Linked DNA regions of Mus musculus: all the other regions are linked to region 1. The links are chromatin contacts, called in public HiChIP or PLAC-seq and promoter capture Hi-C maps. All regions are on one chromosome and are shown on one strand. The core of a region is the stretch at or near the end of the contact, and the rest is flanking DNA. Distances in the headings are between cores, read along the strand shown. Region 1 holds the start of Pdgfra (platelet derived growth factor receptor, alpha polypeptide). Region 2 overlaps Scfd2 (Sec1 family domain containing 2). Region 3 overlaps Scfd2 (Sec1 family domain containing 2). Region 4 overlaps Fip1l1 (FIP1 like 1 (S. cerevisiae)). Region 5 overlaps Fip1l1 (FIP1 like 1 (S. cerevisiae)).

Region 1 (2,747 bases), core at 166-2,665:
GACTTCTTCACAAGAGGTCAGCTCCTAGCCAGGGATCTTGCCTCTTTGCTGCCTGCGGCCAGGACTAAGCAAGAGCCAGGCCCCCCCAACCCCCGGCCGTGCAGAAAAGACTCCACTGGAGACGCAAGTGAGCCGAGTGGGGGTGGGGACTACGGAGCACAATGAGGGCCCCTCGGAGTGCAGTTTGAAATTCCTCAAATCCCAGTTGCTGGAATGCGAGGCCAGGACGACTTCTTCACTCGAGGCCAAATGTGTTTGTCATTATTCCAGATCGCTCGTCCGCGCCGCCGCTGCCGCCGCTGCCTCCGTCGCTGGAGTGAGAGGCGCACGATCCCAGCGCACTGCGGATTCCGCCCGAGGCTTCTAGCACCCAAGTAATTCGCTCCAATCTCTCCGGAACCCTTGGAGCTGCGCCCCTCGCCCGCGCGCCCCTCTCACGGTGCTGCAGCCGCCACCGCCGCGCTCAAGTCTGGCCCCAGATGTTTCCAACAGCAGCGCCGTCCAGTAATTACGAGGGCTCGACTGGCGCCGAGTGTGCCCGGCCGGCATCCGAGGTCCGACCTCCTCCAGCCGAGCCCTTCACACCTCCCTTTTTTCTTAGCGCTTTCCCGCGCCCCACTCGGCGCCCCTTTCCCCTCCACACACACACTTCTCCTGGTGCGCCCCCTCCCCAAGCTTCGCGCCGCACCACCCGCTACAGCGTAGTCCCGCCAAACCGCGGGCGACGAATGAAAATACTCATTAAAAACCTGTCCTCTTCCGTGACCCACTGCCAAGAGGCCAAGCGCCGCGGCTTCCACCCCCCCAATGTTACTTGGTGTTCGTCCCAGTAAGCACGAACGCCACCCCCACCCTGGAGGAAAACCTCAAAAATGTAAGCCTAACAATTTCTTTGGAAGGCTATAGGATTGTGTAGGGAAAAAAAAAAAAACATTGCTTTTAAAAATAGGTCTGGATTTTTTTTCATTTTCTTTTTCTTTTTCTTTTTTTTTTTTTATCTTTGACTCTCTAATGGTTACCCCCCCACACCCCCCATTCCAGTGAAGTTTATTCAGAATAAGTTACTTTCTGGACACACCACTGAACTCAGCTGTTTTGTTTTTGTTTTCCTCGTTGCCCAAAATTTGAAGTTACTTAGCTTCTTGCAGCCCCAAGTTATGATCAGGGACCTTCTTGAGAAACAAAAGTCACTTTTTCCTCTCCCTTACCTTCTCCTTCTATGTCAATTTGCAAAGAAAATCCGATACCCGGAGTGAAAAGTAAGCCCCAAGCTTCCAGTCCTTCCCCGCAGCTCCTCCGTTTGTTTCTCTCCCTCAAGCTCCAACAGTAATGGGCTCAAAACCCGCATTTTGTAATTGATTCAATGTTATAGTCCGTCCTCCAAAAACTAATCATTTGCTTAAAGTAAATAGCTGTCAGGAAATGAAGTCCCCCCCCCCCTTGGTCTCTTCAAAATAAAAGTTTCCCTAGGACTCCTTGCTCTCTGACTCTCTCAGGCTCAAGACCTCTTCTTTGCTTTTTGCTCTTATGCAATCAGGGGGGCCAGTCCCAACCCCCAGACTTCAACAACAACGAGGAGGGGGGAGCAAACCAGATGGGGTGGGGTGGGGGGCCGAAGGGGGAGGTGTTGACGTTCTGCCGGGAAAGAGGTTTCAGGAAACTACAAACAGCCATCATTTCCAAAATGAGTTGACTTCCCAATTTGGGGGTGGGGGTGCTATTGTTTTGTATTCTCTTCGAAAAGAAAATACACGTAAAATTGCTGCTCATTTCTAAAACGAATATAAATCTAGAATTCAAATTATCCTTTCTATAGACAGTCTGGGCCTCGCTAGAAATATGGCCCTGGGGAGAAATTCTAACGCGGCTGCGTCGTTTTGAACTGGGGGTCTTAAGGGAAAGTGCCGTGTAGTTGCTAATCCTTTAATGGGATTAGGAAACTGTGGAGTCTAATAGGAAGATGATGGGTTTTTGAAAGGCTGGATTGTGAGGCGGTGTGCAAATAACGGTTGCTCGGCGTACCTTTGGGATGTTCTCCGGAAGAAGGAAAGAACGACCTTTATCCCTTCGGAGCCACTTATCTGGTCCTGCCTTTGTTTTCGGGGGTTATCTGGTCCTCGCTTCTTCTATCTTCATATGAAAACGCTCAGGCTAGGCGTGACTACCAAATGCCTGCCCTCTGCATCTTGATGGCAGAAGGATTTTTATCCTCCTAAATTCCACCCTTCCGAGTGGGTCGCACGCGACGTACCCTAGGAAAGCTTTCAGGACGTTTGAGCCACAAACCAGGGAACCCAAGACACCCAGCGAGAGACAGTTGGGACACGGCGATCCTGCTGGCGAGGGAAAGGGGGCGCTGACACTCCAGGAACCAAACCTGGGCGAAGCGGGACTTCCCGGAGCGGGTGGGGGAAGGGAGGGCCTTCGACTTGCGCTCTATTTTTGAATGCTTTTGGTGTGTGTGTGTGGGGGGGGGGGTGTGAGAAGTCCTCTATCTCCACCACCACCACCACCACCACCACCACCACCACCACCACCACCACCACCTCCATCTCACACATCAAAATTAAAATGGACAAGGTGACCAGGTTGATAACAAAACGTCGAATAACCATCGGTTATTTCACCACTATAGTGGACCTGAGGCTCTGGCGTAAATCACAGAGGTTTCCCCGAAATGCCGAGTGCTGTCCCTAAATGGGACAGGACCGACCGTGGGGATATCAGGCTCGGGAAGAGGATGCCTG
Region 2 (2,747 bases), core at 163-2,662, 760 kb after region 1:
GAAGGAAGATCTTGAGAATATTAGTGCCTTAATATTTATGTCCTCAGTTCTAGGAGGCAATACTCCTTCAGAGAAAAGCTGCTCTTGATTAGTGAGTAAGGAGGACCCTTTAGCCCCCAAAGAGATTATTAGGATCCTGATAGTGAAGAAAAACATTGAGGTAAAAACATTTTAGCCTAAAAATGTGGCAAAGAGGGAACTCACTATGTAGCCCAGGCTACCCTTAAACTCATGTTTTTCCAGTCTCAGTCTGCTGAGTGCTAGGATCAGGAGCCTGTGCCACCATGCTTGGCGTTAGTTTTAGGAATTATTTCAATCAGTACCTGCTTTGATGCCGTTTAATAAGCTAGATGGACAGATGATAGATAGATAGATAGATAGATAGATAGATAGATAGGCCAAGTTAGATGGATGGATCGATGGGTGGGTGGGTGGATAAGAAAGGGATATAACAGATTCTAGGCTGAGACTCATTTGATGATGGGAAAATGAAAGACTAACAAGTTGGACACCAAAAAGAGCGCACACATGTGTATGTGTGTGCAAGCACAGTGATACTGTGTTTTGAAACATAACTATAAATGTAAGCAGAAATATAATTTTTATAGAGGCTGACTTTGTCTGTCTACGTGTGTTGCCTGTTTATTCTGTCCATGGCACCTGGACTGAACTGGTCCCAAGCGGGGTGGTGATTTTCACTGAGGCATGTATAAAATGAAGCCCCCTCCCCCTTTTTTATTCCTTTTATTTTTTAAAGCAAAACACATGGCTGCACCTCTTCTTCAGGCTCTTGATTTGTTGCCAAGCTGACAGAGAGCCAACTGGAACAGGAAACTGATATGGAGCAGTGCTCATTAGCAATTTACATTTTCTAATGCAACAAGAGTTCATGTGTTAGGTTTTAGAAGCTGAGGTTTTATCCAAGCAATTCACTGAAATGAGAGGACACTTCATTTTTTATCTGTGTTGTGCTGGTAAAGACAAATAGTTTAATCTGAACAATTCTTTTCATATAGTGGTGTAGGATTTTCATATAGTGGTGTAGGATTTGAGAGTCCTTCCCCATTAAATGTGTTTGGATACTTTTTGGCTGGGAATGCATCTCGTTTTTATGAGTGTGGAAACCAAACACTGGACTACAGTTACAGCTGCTGGTTCCATCCCCTCCTTGGTTTGTAAGAAGTAAAGTAGCATGCTTGTTCATAATTAATAAATGCAGAGTGCTTTATATCGTGTTCCCAGACACTGGTCTCCATATAGTGTGTAATTGTATTTTTAATAATTTTTAAAATTAATCTCTGTCCTGCCAGCACCTTTTTAACTTTTCTTGTTACTCATCTCACTCCTCTCAGAGAGAACTCAGAAAGCAGACAGAGCATCTCAGTGACTGGGGGCTTGGGGAGTTAGCACACGTCTCTTGATTATTTCAAGTTGTTCTCCAAGGGAACAGGAATCCAGACAAGAATGACATCATCTGTGCCGAGCACAGGCTTCTTTAGAAACAGGCATTTGTAATGGCTTTTGACTAGGGGTGGTTATAGCATTTCAGAGGGGCGGGATTGCCAGGTACCAGGCTGGAGGTGTGGGAGCTGTTAGGAGTCTGGACAGCCATCCTCAGCCTCCAGCAGAACAGAAGCCATCTGGGGCTGTGTGTGTCGGAGGTTTTTGGGTGGTGCACGTGCAACGGAAACTAGCACTAGCCCACTCTTAGCTATCCTTATTGTTATTATCTTGTCAGTTCTTGCTTGAGCCAAATCATGCCCAAATTATTTTTTCACAGATTTAACATGTGAAAAAAATCAGGAAAATATGTCTGAGGATGAAAGTATCTGTATAGACTTCCCTACCCTCACCCAGGGTGAGCACCAAGCTTAGGACCTTGATTGTGCTAGTCAACATTCCTCTACTGAGCTATATACCCAGCACCATATTTGGGGGTTTGGTTGACTCTTGTTTTTTCTATTTGACAGTGGAAAAAATTATCAACATTTTTCCTAAAATAATAGAACAGCAAAAGGACTGAAAAAAATTTGGGTCATTATTCTCCAGGGTAGGGAGGAGCCTCAAACAGCTTCTAACTAGTGTGCCACACCCATGGCTCCCTCTATGTCTGGACTCCGTGGCACACCCCTTGGTCCTGGGCCTTGCAGAGCTGTGGAGTATCATTTTCCATGATTGCCTCCCTCTGGGGCCCTTTTCTTCTTTCATTCTCTGTGTCTCTACCACAGGCCATGTGCTTACTTAAATGTGTTATACTCCCTTTATACCAGAGGCTCTTGAACTACTTTCCCAGGGCAGCACAGTTAACCCCTTTAGAGCTCATTCCAAACCACAGAGCCTGAGGTCCACCTTCCTCAACCCTCCAGATTACCTCAGTGCACCCCATCTGACTGTGGGTTTTAATGCAAGCATAGTTTATTATATAGCTGTATAATAATTTCAATAGTATCTGGCATTCACTTCTAGGCCATAAACTCTGTGGGTTCTGCAAATCCCTGTACCTCAAGTGCAAATCTTATCTGCAGGCACATAATAGGCTCTTGTTAATGGTAACTGAATGGTGAAAGACTAACAAAGAAGGAAGCTCTGATTCTGTCTCAAAGTTTCCTGTAACTTTGCAAAAGTACAAATGTGGGGCAAGATCAGGAGAGTCTCTGATTTGGATGACAGGATGGTGCCCAAAGAATAGATAGAGCATCAGAGGGAGCAGGAGTCGTGACATATCATTGGTGAGAAATATTGTTAGG
Region 3 (2,747 bases), core at 101-2,600, 670 kb after region 1:
AGACTTGGAGTTCTACAATAACTGTGGGCAGCTAGAAGCTAGAGGGAGCTGCTCCCTCCATTGAAGAAGCTGGATGCCTCGGAATAAGGTGGGGAGGAGGTTAGAGGCAAGGTTTAGCTCCGGGCCTAGGCTGGAGTCTTAGAAGCTCCCTGTAAAGCTCTGAGTGAGCACTCAAAGGCTGTGTGTAGAGCCTACTGCCTGTAAGCAGCGGCAAACGCATCAGAATGCCCACACAGCGTCAAGCCCAGGCTCGAAGCCTTCCCTGCTTCTTTAATTTCTACTTCTGCCCAGCGCCCAACATATTCGACAGTGGAGTCCACAGGCAGGTCAGGACTTCCCTCTGGGAACATCCTCTCAGACATGGAGAAATGTGCTTTACTGATTTTTTATGTATTCCTCAGTCTGACAAGTTGGTAGCTAAGCTAGCCATCAGAGAAGCTGTAGTTTTGAGTTTAAAGATATGACTTCACATGTAAGAGTAGCTGATAAAGAGCTATTACTCTTTATTGAGTGCTTAGTGTTGGTGGGGCTTTTTAGGTGGAAGATGTCCTTAGGAAAGGACAAAGTCACCCTTGTTTCCTTTATATTGAGCTTTGAAAACGTTATTACAAATGCGTATACTTGGCTTTGTGGCCGCTGCCTTCCGGGAAGAACACTGTGCTCATTTATAACAGGGACACGACATGGCAGATGAGACAGAGAGCTACTGGGAAATGAACCCAGATGAGACCCTGCATAATGCAGTGCTTGGGCTGCTATCAACAGATGATTGTAAAGGCTTCCCTAAGGGCCATCCTTCCTGCTGAATGCCTGGAGTGGAATACTTCAGTGCCTGCCACCGAGTGCAAGCCCTCATTCTTACTCACCAGGAAGTCTGCTTGTTAGGAAGTACATTGACAATCTGTACAAGAATTCTCAGTGAGGATTTCTCTGTGCCTCTCACACAGTATGCTATGTCAAGTTGACACTATTGATATGTTGGTTTTAGCCTTACATTTAATTTTGGCTTTTCTGACATTCATGTTTCTTTAGCAATGAGTTGCATTGTTAACTACTTTCAAATGAAAAGTCTCCAAAAATATATCTAATACATAATTTTCTCATACTTTCATGGAACAATGTAGCCTTTCTTCTCCCCTTTATCCTGAGTTTGTTGTCCCCTTAATTCCTTAATATCCTGCCCATTAAATGAATTAGACACCCTGTATCAAGTTAATACTTCCCAGTGGCAATGATGGTATTAGTGCTCCTATTTCCCAGTAGGAATTTACTCTAAGCTGTATGTGTTTCCACTGCAGTGAGGCCTCAGCCAAGGCCCTGTGGGAAGCCTTACTGAACTCCAAGCACAAAGAGGCAGTGATGGAAGTTCGGAGACATCTAGTGGAAGCAGCCAGCAGAGAGAACCTGCCCATCAAGATGAGTATGGGTAAGCCCCTGCCTCTGCGGAGGCAGCCCAGAAATCCTGTTTTCAAAAGAAGCAAAGCTGCAGCTTTGATATTGCCCTGGTGTCTGTCTATTCATTCCGCTTCTTGCCTTCCTACCTTTCTGTCTTCTCTCTTTTGCCTGCTTCCTTTTTTAAAAAGTAAAGATGAAATTATCTTTAATCGTTTTTACAGTCCAGTCGTTATCCCCCTGCCCCCGTTCTGCCCTCCCACAGTTCCTCATCCCATTCCTCCTCCCCCATCTCTATGAGGTTGTCCCCAATGCCCACCCCCCCATTCTACCCCACCAGGTCTCCCTCCTCCCTGGAGCCTCGAGTCTTTCAAGGGTTAGGTGGTACTTCTCCCACTGAGGCAAGACCAGTTCTCTGTTGCATATGTGTCAGGGGCCTCATATCAGCTGGTGTACGCTGCCTGGTTGGTGGCTCAGTGTCTGAGAGATCTCAGGGGTCCAGGTTAGTAGAGACTGCTGTCTTCCTCTGGGGTTTCCCTCCTCCTCAGCTTCTTCCAGCCTTTCCCTAATTCAACCAGAGGGGTCCCCGGCTTCTGTCCATTGCTCGAGTGTAAGTGTTTGCATCTGAGTTTTTCAGCTGCTTGTTGGGCCTTTCAGAGGGCAGCCATGTTAGGCTCCTGTCTGTAAGCTCACCATAGCATCAGTAATAGTGTCAGGCCTTGGAGCCTCCCCTTGAGCTAGATCTCAATTTGGACTGGTCACTGAACCTCCTTTCCCTCAATCTCTTCTCCAGGGCCCAAGTGAAGATGCTTCAATCCCACTTTGGAAGGAGGGGAAAGCAATCACAGTGGGCAGAGGGAGGGAGGGTTCTGGGAGGGGAAAAGGGGAACATGACCAAGTATTAGAGGGACAGGACTGAAGCCCCGAGTGCCAGCAGAAAGAATGGAAACAGGCAACCTCGGGAGGTAGGAGATGGAGGGACCCTCTTGTACCAGAGACCTGGGAGGTGAGAGACACTCAGGACTCAAAGGGAGGGACCTTAGGTGAAATGCCCTACAGTGGGGAGAGGGAACTTGTAGAGCCCACCTCCAGTAGAAAGACAGGGCATCAAGTGGAAGGATGGGGTTGCCATCCCACAGTAAAAAACTGTGAACTGTCCTGTCCCTGCTTGCTTTTCTTCTTTCTCTTTATTGTTTTTAACATGTGTACTTGTGTGTGGTATGTATATATTTATGTGCATGCATGTTTGACTACATTAGCACCTGTATACATATATGTGCACGTACACATGAGGATCAAAGGTTGACATCATTGGGTATCTTACACCATCACTTACCATACTATTTATAAAGGCA
Region 4 (2,747 bases), core at 72-2,571, 600 kb after region 1:
GGAGCATTCATCCTTAAATGGGATGTCTTTATCAAACCTGTTCCCTCAAGGCTCAGGAACCTATGCAGAAGAAAAAGAAACACAAAGAGCTGGCTCTGTAAGAGTCAAAGGTCATAAATGATTCCAAGAACATCATCCAGACAGAACAGGACTGATGCGCACATGAACTCATGGAGAATGTGAGATCATGCATAAGACCAGCACAAATTCAAACCAGGCAAATCCCAGCACAGAAAGGGAACATAAAGTGAACATAAAGTCCCACCCATAACCAAGCAGCTGTCTACAGCTGACGGCTGCTGAGAAAAGGAAAATCACTCTTCTCCAGTGGAGTGTCACTGGGTGTATCACGACCAGAAGCTGACCAACATGGATTACATGTTCTTTGGTATACATTTTTGTTTTGGCATTTTTATCTTTAGGAGTTTTATTCATTTGTTAAGATAAAGGGGAGAAAGAAACAGAACATGAAGTTGGGTGAGTAGGATGGTCTTGGAGTTAATTGGAAGAGTGAATATGTTCCACTATATATTGTATGAGAAGAAAATCTGCCCCTGCACATCCATAACTTATCACTAGAACCAGCCAGCACCCATCATGCCAGATCTGCGTACCCAGGCACTGGGAATCAGTCGCCAGTCTCCTTACTACCTCTCCCTCTTTACGCTAACTCCAAAGCCACTGGAGGGAAGCAAAGACTAGTCCTGGCCAGCTATGATGCCCACGTATCACAGCAACAACCTGCATGGCAGGAGGACTGTAAGGTGCAGCAGCAGCACGTAAACCATGGCTGTAGCCCACAGCTGTCCAGGTGGAGTTAAAGCCTGGTCACCAAGAGGAAAACAACAGCTGCTACTGGAAATAAAGCCAGTCTTGGAGGAGACCTTCACTTTACTAAGTAAGCATAATTCCTAACTACATTCTAACTCTATCCTAACAAAAACAAACAAGCAAACAAACAACTCCTGAAGACAAAAATACCAAGACAAAAATGCGCTCCAAAAAACATGTAGACCATTTTGTATTAGTCAACTTCTGGTCATGAGGCCTGACCTGTAGTATAGTTGATATAGTACTGATATTTGTTCTCATGCCCAGAGAGAAGTGTAGTTCACCCCCTTTCAAAGAAACTTCTTCAGCAACAGCAATTATAGACATCACAACAGTTCAAATGCAATAAGCAAAAGTCACGTGGTACTCAGTCCCACTTGATACAGCAATAGAATTCCTGCACGCAAAGCTTGAGGATCATTGAGGGAAAGAGAGGGGCAGAAAGAGCCAGAGAACAGGAAGTTTGTAGTGAAACTATGTCTCCTAGAAATGCCAGGCTTATCGACGTGGCTGCCCAAACAAGACTTAACCAATGACCATCCCAATGGCCATGTCAACACAGAAGGGAAGAAGCTCAAGGAGCTTCAACCCTCAGCCTAAGAATTATGGGCAACTGGGAAATGCTGAGTGGGAGAAATGGTCTTTCCAAAGAGCCCCATAACTAGTTATCCATTACCAAATAATAATAAAGAAGAGCCCCATAACTAGTTATCCATTGCCAAATAATCAGCTCTGAGGCCATATGCACACTAGTAATACACACAGAGTGGATTATATTTAGGAACGTGTGTGTGTGTGTGTTGTGCATAAAACAAAACTTTTTAAAAAAGAGGCCATGTATTTGAGAATAAGGATTGTGGGAGGGGTTAGAGGAAAGAGTGGAAAGGGGGAATTAATTAATTATAAGTCAAGATATTAAAAATTATCATTAAATAAATTTTTAATAAAATAAAGCTAAGTATTTACTAACTTAAAAAGAGGCAGATCTCTATTAACTAGCTATTGGTTTTTATCCGATGGCACCTACCTATAATTAATTAGGCCTTAAAAATGCGTTTATCAACAATATGAACTAACCAGTAACCCCCAGAGCTCGTGTCTTTAGCTGCATATGAATCAGAAGATGGCCTAGTCGGCCATCAGTGGAAAGAGAGGCTCATTGGTCTTGCAAACTTTATATGCCTCAGTACAGGGGAGGTCAGGCCCAAGAAGTGGGAGTGGGTGGGGGAGGGGGGGGAGGGTATGGGGGACTTTTGGGGATAGCATTAGAAATGTAAATGAAGAAAATACCTAATAAAAATAAATAAATAAAGAAAGAAGGAAACAAGAAAGGATATGTCTAGAAATAAAAAGGGCCCTGGCGTGGAGGAACAGGTGTCATTAACATTATCAGGTGGGGAATTGTAGGGGCAAACTCCTATTTTAACACACCTTTTTTTATTTTCAGCCTTTATTTATCTTCAGTTACAGCTTTAAGATGCATGATGAACATGCCTAGAGTTTCTTCCATCTGAACTGCAACCTTTGAATATACATTCCATGTCCATGAGTTATGCATGCCCTGAAACATGTTTGTCATCATGCTTCTTACGCCATGGCTTTAACGTGTACACACTCAGTAACATGCTCACTACAGTACTTTCCTAAATGAATTTATATATCACTCAAAGAAAATGATTACACTTCTTTTTTCTGGAGGAAAAAAAAAAACCCTGAGGTTATTGAAAAAGGAGTTCTACTGCTTACTAAAAGCAAATTAATTTAAAACATACAGATCCTGTTGGGATATGGGGATCATCACTTAGAAAAACAAAAAGATTAAAATGGATTTGATGCACATTTGACACATAAACGGCCAGGATGTGGTGACGGGAGGGGAACAGTTCATTTAGCAAACATTTATTCACTATCCACTC
Region 5 (2,747 bases), core at 162-2,661, 560 kb after region 1:
TTACATGTATATATTATATATCTTGGATATATGGGGGAAAATCTGTAAAGCATTGGCTATGTAGTAAAGATTCCAAGAATATATAGCTCACAGTAGCTTCTACAGTAGAAGGCAGACAAAAGAGGTTAATAATTTTTTTAAGTGTTTGCTTTTTACCAGCAGACACAGTACAACTTGCATCACGTGCAGAATAATAAACATGAAGGAAAGCAAGCCATCGACACCTGCATCCCCACACAGACCATACAACCTGTATATCTCAGCTACCTCACCCGCACCTGTCTCTGTCCCTGCCTACTATGTACATTAATGATGACATGTGGCTAAAAACTTCAAATGCATGCATACAAATTACAGCTTATTTTCTGGGGATTACACACATGTACTACCATGCGGGGCTTTTCCCTTTTTTGTTCCTGACACAAAATTCAAGATTTTAAAACCCAGTATTAGACAATTCTGTTATTTAAAATAAACATCTTTTAGAATACTGTCAAAAGCTTTAGTTTTAAAAAATAATTAGGAATTTGTATGCAGCTACAAGATGTTCAAGAATCTGCCTGGGAATAACAGGCTCAGGGGAAAGCATACGCTGTAGAGAAGAACAAACCTGCCTGTGACCACCTAGCAAAAGGAGTGGTCAGTAATGATATTTACAGTGCCAGAACACACTGCTGCCCAAATAATGACTGGGATATATTAAGACTGTACAGCCATACTATTGACAGGCAGTGCAAAGCGGCAGTGTGCACATACATGTGCAGCATGACCTAAGGCTGAGCCCCAGGAATGCTGAACTTCACTCCTTTAGACCTCAAGGCTTCTCATCTGTAACTGTCAATCTTTTCAAGGTTTCCTTGAGACCAACAGGAATGTTTATAAAGTGCGTGGTGTGAGAGTAAGCAGTCAGTGGTTGGAATTCTTGCCCTGAAAGGACATCAGTGGGGAACGGTACTTGCTGCAGGTGGCACCCAAGTTTGATCCTCAGTCTTCATATTGTAGAGGATAGAATTGACCCCTGCGAGTTGTCCTCTGGGCTCTCAGGGGCTCCAGGGGATGAGCATGTGCACACAGCACAGTATAAAGACATGGAATTCTTCAAGGAGTTTAGTGCTTACATTTTCAGAAGCAGAGTATTTCCTATAAAGGTTTCTGGGGCTCTAATAATTCTCTCCAAGGTAAAAACAAAAAACAAAAACCAGTACAGAGACAAGTGGATATTATAACTAAGTCCATCAACAAATGAGGTTTTCTTTGTAATGACTCCAACTAAGCTTGCATAAAATACGGAAGGCCAGTTACTGCACAACTCATTATGTGTAGCCCCTCTTTTCCTTGAATGCTGTAGGCCGTCACGTGCTGGGGAGTCGGCCCTTCATGAAAACAGCAGCCGCGCCCCATCCCTTCTGATACACGCCATAGTGCAAAGGTCACTCCAGGCCTGGAACTCATTAGAACACATTTTCTAACATCCTATAGCAACCAGTCTTCTTTCTGGCCCTCAATTAAACTGCCTTAAAAACAGATGTTAAAACTGCTCTCTAATTTTCAAAACAGTGACCCTGTAATTTGTAATGCGACACATACTATGTATGTTTTGCTTTTAGAATATTTTTGTCAGTCTTTAGAAACAGCTTTTACTTCCCATGAGTATTTCCTAGTACAATTTTCCTAGGACAAGTCAGAACAGAGAACTCCTCTACTTTCTGCTTTTCTGGCCTCAAGCTTTTTCTTAAATTTAAGTAATGCCTTAAAACTCAGCAACCTGAAAATGAACACATGGTTTAACCACTAACATTTTCCAATTCAGCAGAAAGTCAGCAGCCCCTGTGCGTGTGTGCATCCGGTGTGCGATGCAAGATCTTCTTCCAATGCATTTCTGCACTAAGATCCTTGACTGTGACACATACATTTTACAGACAATATGCTACTTCAGAGGTACATTTCAACCACATTGGAAACTAGACAACTTCCTGAAAAAACTCCTGCCCTTGAACATAAGCAGAACGGTGCGTGTCGGTGGCTGTAGCCAGCACTGTCTGTCCCACTTACATGTACATGCCATACTGTCATTTACCTATTTGATCAATAAAGTTGTATTAAATATCTACTATGTGTCAAGTCATGAGAAAACAGGGTGGGAGAAAAGTATTTTCATCATCTTTTCTAGTCCTTTGTCATACACTCTTTGACTGAGTCAGCTTAACAGTTCTATGAATTTAATGTGTAAAGACAATGTATGAATATTTATGTATTTTAGGAAACAGCACTATTTCTGGCTCAGAACAGGACTCAAAATGTCACTCACATGAATGAAACATTAAAAAACAAATAAATGGGACAATCAGTAAATCAGTATTTTTTAACTCACAATACATAAAGTGGAAATTTTATTTGAAAACAATATATATTAGGACTGTATATGAATTACCAACTAATTAAACTTATCTAACACAGGATCGAAACTAGCTTGAAGAGTACATGGCTCTGCAGGTACTCGATTCTTCATGTGGCCTAACTATAAGCAATCACTGAGAAATCATGTTTAGGTGATAAGAAGGAAACCTGTGAGGGGATATAAACTTCCTTTAAAGGCCAAGTGAACAACATGGTGTGAAAATTGCTGCTTACAGTACTTGGAATCCTCAAGAACAAAATGAGTATGATTTCAAAATGGCTTTTCTAACCACACCTTGAATACTCCTTTCCCAGGTGAACTGGAATTCATCTCCTCACATCAAATAAAA

Evidence for each region. Promoter capture Hi-C pulls out the DNA fragments that hold promoters and counts their contacts. HiChIP or PLAC-seq counts read pairs in DNA pulled down with a chosen protein or histone mark.
Region 2: a contact with region 1 is called in an H3K4me3 HiChIP or PLAC-seq map of embryonic limb bud, with 7 times the contacts expected there. The contact joins the enhancer-like site here to the promoter of Pdgfra in region 1. A contact is called at or near these places in 12 of 39 promoter capture datasets (the 3T3-L1 cell line, 3T3-L1-derived adipocytes, the C10 cell line and 6 more), 2 of 15 datasets of contacts at CTCF or cohesin (large pre-B cells and stem cell-derived epiblast-like cells), 3 of 484 Hi-C or Micro-C datasets (the C10 cell line, palatal mesenchyme and uterus), 13 of 115 datasets of contacts at active chromatin or transcription factors (craniofacial prominence, embryonic basal ganglia, embryonic forebrain and 9 more) and 3 of 9 other capture datasets (adipose tissue, liver and macrophages).
Region 3: a contact with region 1 is called in an H3K4me3 HiChIP or PLAC-seq map of stem cell-derived neural progenitor cells, with 20 read pairs. The contact joins the enhancer-like site here to the promoter of Pdgfra in region 1. A contact is called at or near these places in 8 of 39 promoter capture datasets (3T3-L1-derived adipocytes, HPC-7-derived erythroid cells, Sertoli cells and 5 more), 2 of 15 datasets of contacts at CTCF or cohesin (the NIH/3T3 cell line and large pre-B cells), 15 of 115 datasets of contacts at active chromatin or transcription factors (the NIH/3T3 cell line, craniofacial prominence, embryonic basal ganglia and 11 more) and 2 of 9 other capture datasets (embryonic stem cells and macrophages).
Region 4: a promoter capture Hi-C map of liver shows a contact between it and region 1, with 5 times the contacts expected there. The contact joins the enhancer-like site here to the promoter of Pdgfra in region 1. A contact is called at or near these places in 18 of 39 promoter capture datasets (3T3-L1-derived adipocytes, the C10 cell line, HPC-7-derived erythroid cells and 13 more), 4 of 15 datasets of contacts at CTCF or cohesin (the NIH/3T3 cell line, embryonic stem cells, large pre-B cells and 1 more), 5 of 484 Hi-C or Micro-C datasets (the C3H10T1/2 cell line, gonadal supporting cells, uterus and 1 more), 19 of 115 datasets of contacts at active chromatin or transcription factors (the NIH/3T3 cell line, craniofacial prominence, embryonic basal ganglia and 14 more) and 3 of 9 other capture datasets (embryonic stem cells, liver and macrophages).
Region 5: an H3K4me3 HiChIP or PLAC-seq map of embryonic limb bud shows a contact between it and region 1, with 7 times the contacts expected there. The contact joins the enhancer-like site here to the promoter of Pdgfra in region 1. A contact is called at or near these places in 25 of 39 promoter capture datasets (the 3T3-L1 cell line, 3T3-L1-derived adipocytes, the C10 cell line and 14 more), 4 of 15 datasets of contacts at CTCF or cohesin (the NIH/3T3 cell line, large pre-B cells, pro-B cells and 1 more), 51 of 484 Hi-C or Micro-C datasets (3T3-L1-derived adipocytes, the HL-1 cell line, the HPC-7 cell line and 30 more), 22 of 115 datasets of contacts at active chromatin or transcription factors (the NIH/3T3 cell line, bone marrow-derived dendritic cells, craniofacial prominence and 13 more) and 5 of 9 other capture datasets (adipose tissue, embryonic stem cells, liver and 2 more).

The regions. Positions count from the first base shown.
Region 1 is chr5:75,150,919-75,153,665 of GRCm38.p6, reverse strand. Pdgfra (platelet derived growth factor receptor, alpha polypeptide) reads right to left here and starts at 1,415. Exons shown (of 23, transcript NM_011058.3): 1 at 1,209-1,415.
Region 2 is chr5:74,387,071-74,389,817 of GRCm38.p6, reverse strand. The region is part of intron 5 of Scfd2 (Sec1 family domain containing 2); the gene reads left to right. Among named protein-coding and RNA genes, the nearest start is that of Gm32064, 72 kb to the right of the region's middle. Within about 2 kb of position 1,412, at least 37 of the 459 cell types and tissues checked have an H3K27ac peak or open chromatin away from gene starts, as enhancers often do. A contact at or near this core is called in adipose tissue, craniofacial prominence, embryonic limb bud and 2 more, where this site is marked.
Region 3 is chr5:74,480,829-74,483,575 of GRCm38.p6, reverse strand. It overlaps Scfd2 (Sec1 family domain containing 2), which reads left to right. Exons shown (of 9, transcript NM_001114660.2): 3 at 1,299-1,426. Among named protein-coding and RNA genes, the nearest start is that of Scfd2, 50 kb to the left of the region's middle. Within about 2 kb of position 1,350, at least 31 of the 459 cell types and tissues checked have an H3K27ac peak or open chromatin away from gene starts, as enhancers often do. A contact at or near this core is called in oligodendrocyte precursor cells, stem cell-derived neural progenitor cells and trophoblast stem cells, where this site is marked.
Region 4 is chr5:74,553,360-74,556,106 of GRCm38.p6, reverse strand. All of the region lies in intron 8 of Fip1l1 (FIP1 like 1 (S. cerevisiae)), which reads right to left. Among named protein-coding and RNA genes, the nearest start is that of Fip1l1, 19 kb to the right of the region's middle. Within about 2 kb of position 1,321, at least 1 of the 459 cell types and tissues checked has an H3K27ac peak or open chromatin away from gene starts, as enhancers often do.
Region 5 is chr5:74,592,040-74,594,786 of GRCm38.p6, reverse strand. The region is part of intron 16 of Fip1l1 (FIP1 like 1 (S. cerevisiae)); the gene reads right to left. It also overlaps a transcript of Lnx1 not described here. Among named protein-coding and RNA genes, the nearest start is that of Gm32304, 54 kb to the left of the region's middle. Within about 2 kb of position 1,411, at least 9 of the 459 cell types and tissues checked have an H3K27ac peak or open chromatin away from gene starts, as enhancers often do. A contact at or near this core is called in craniofacial prominence and embryonic limb bud, where this site is marked.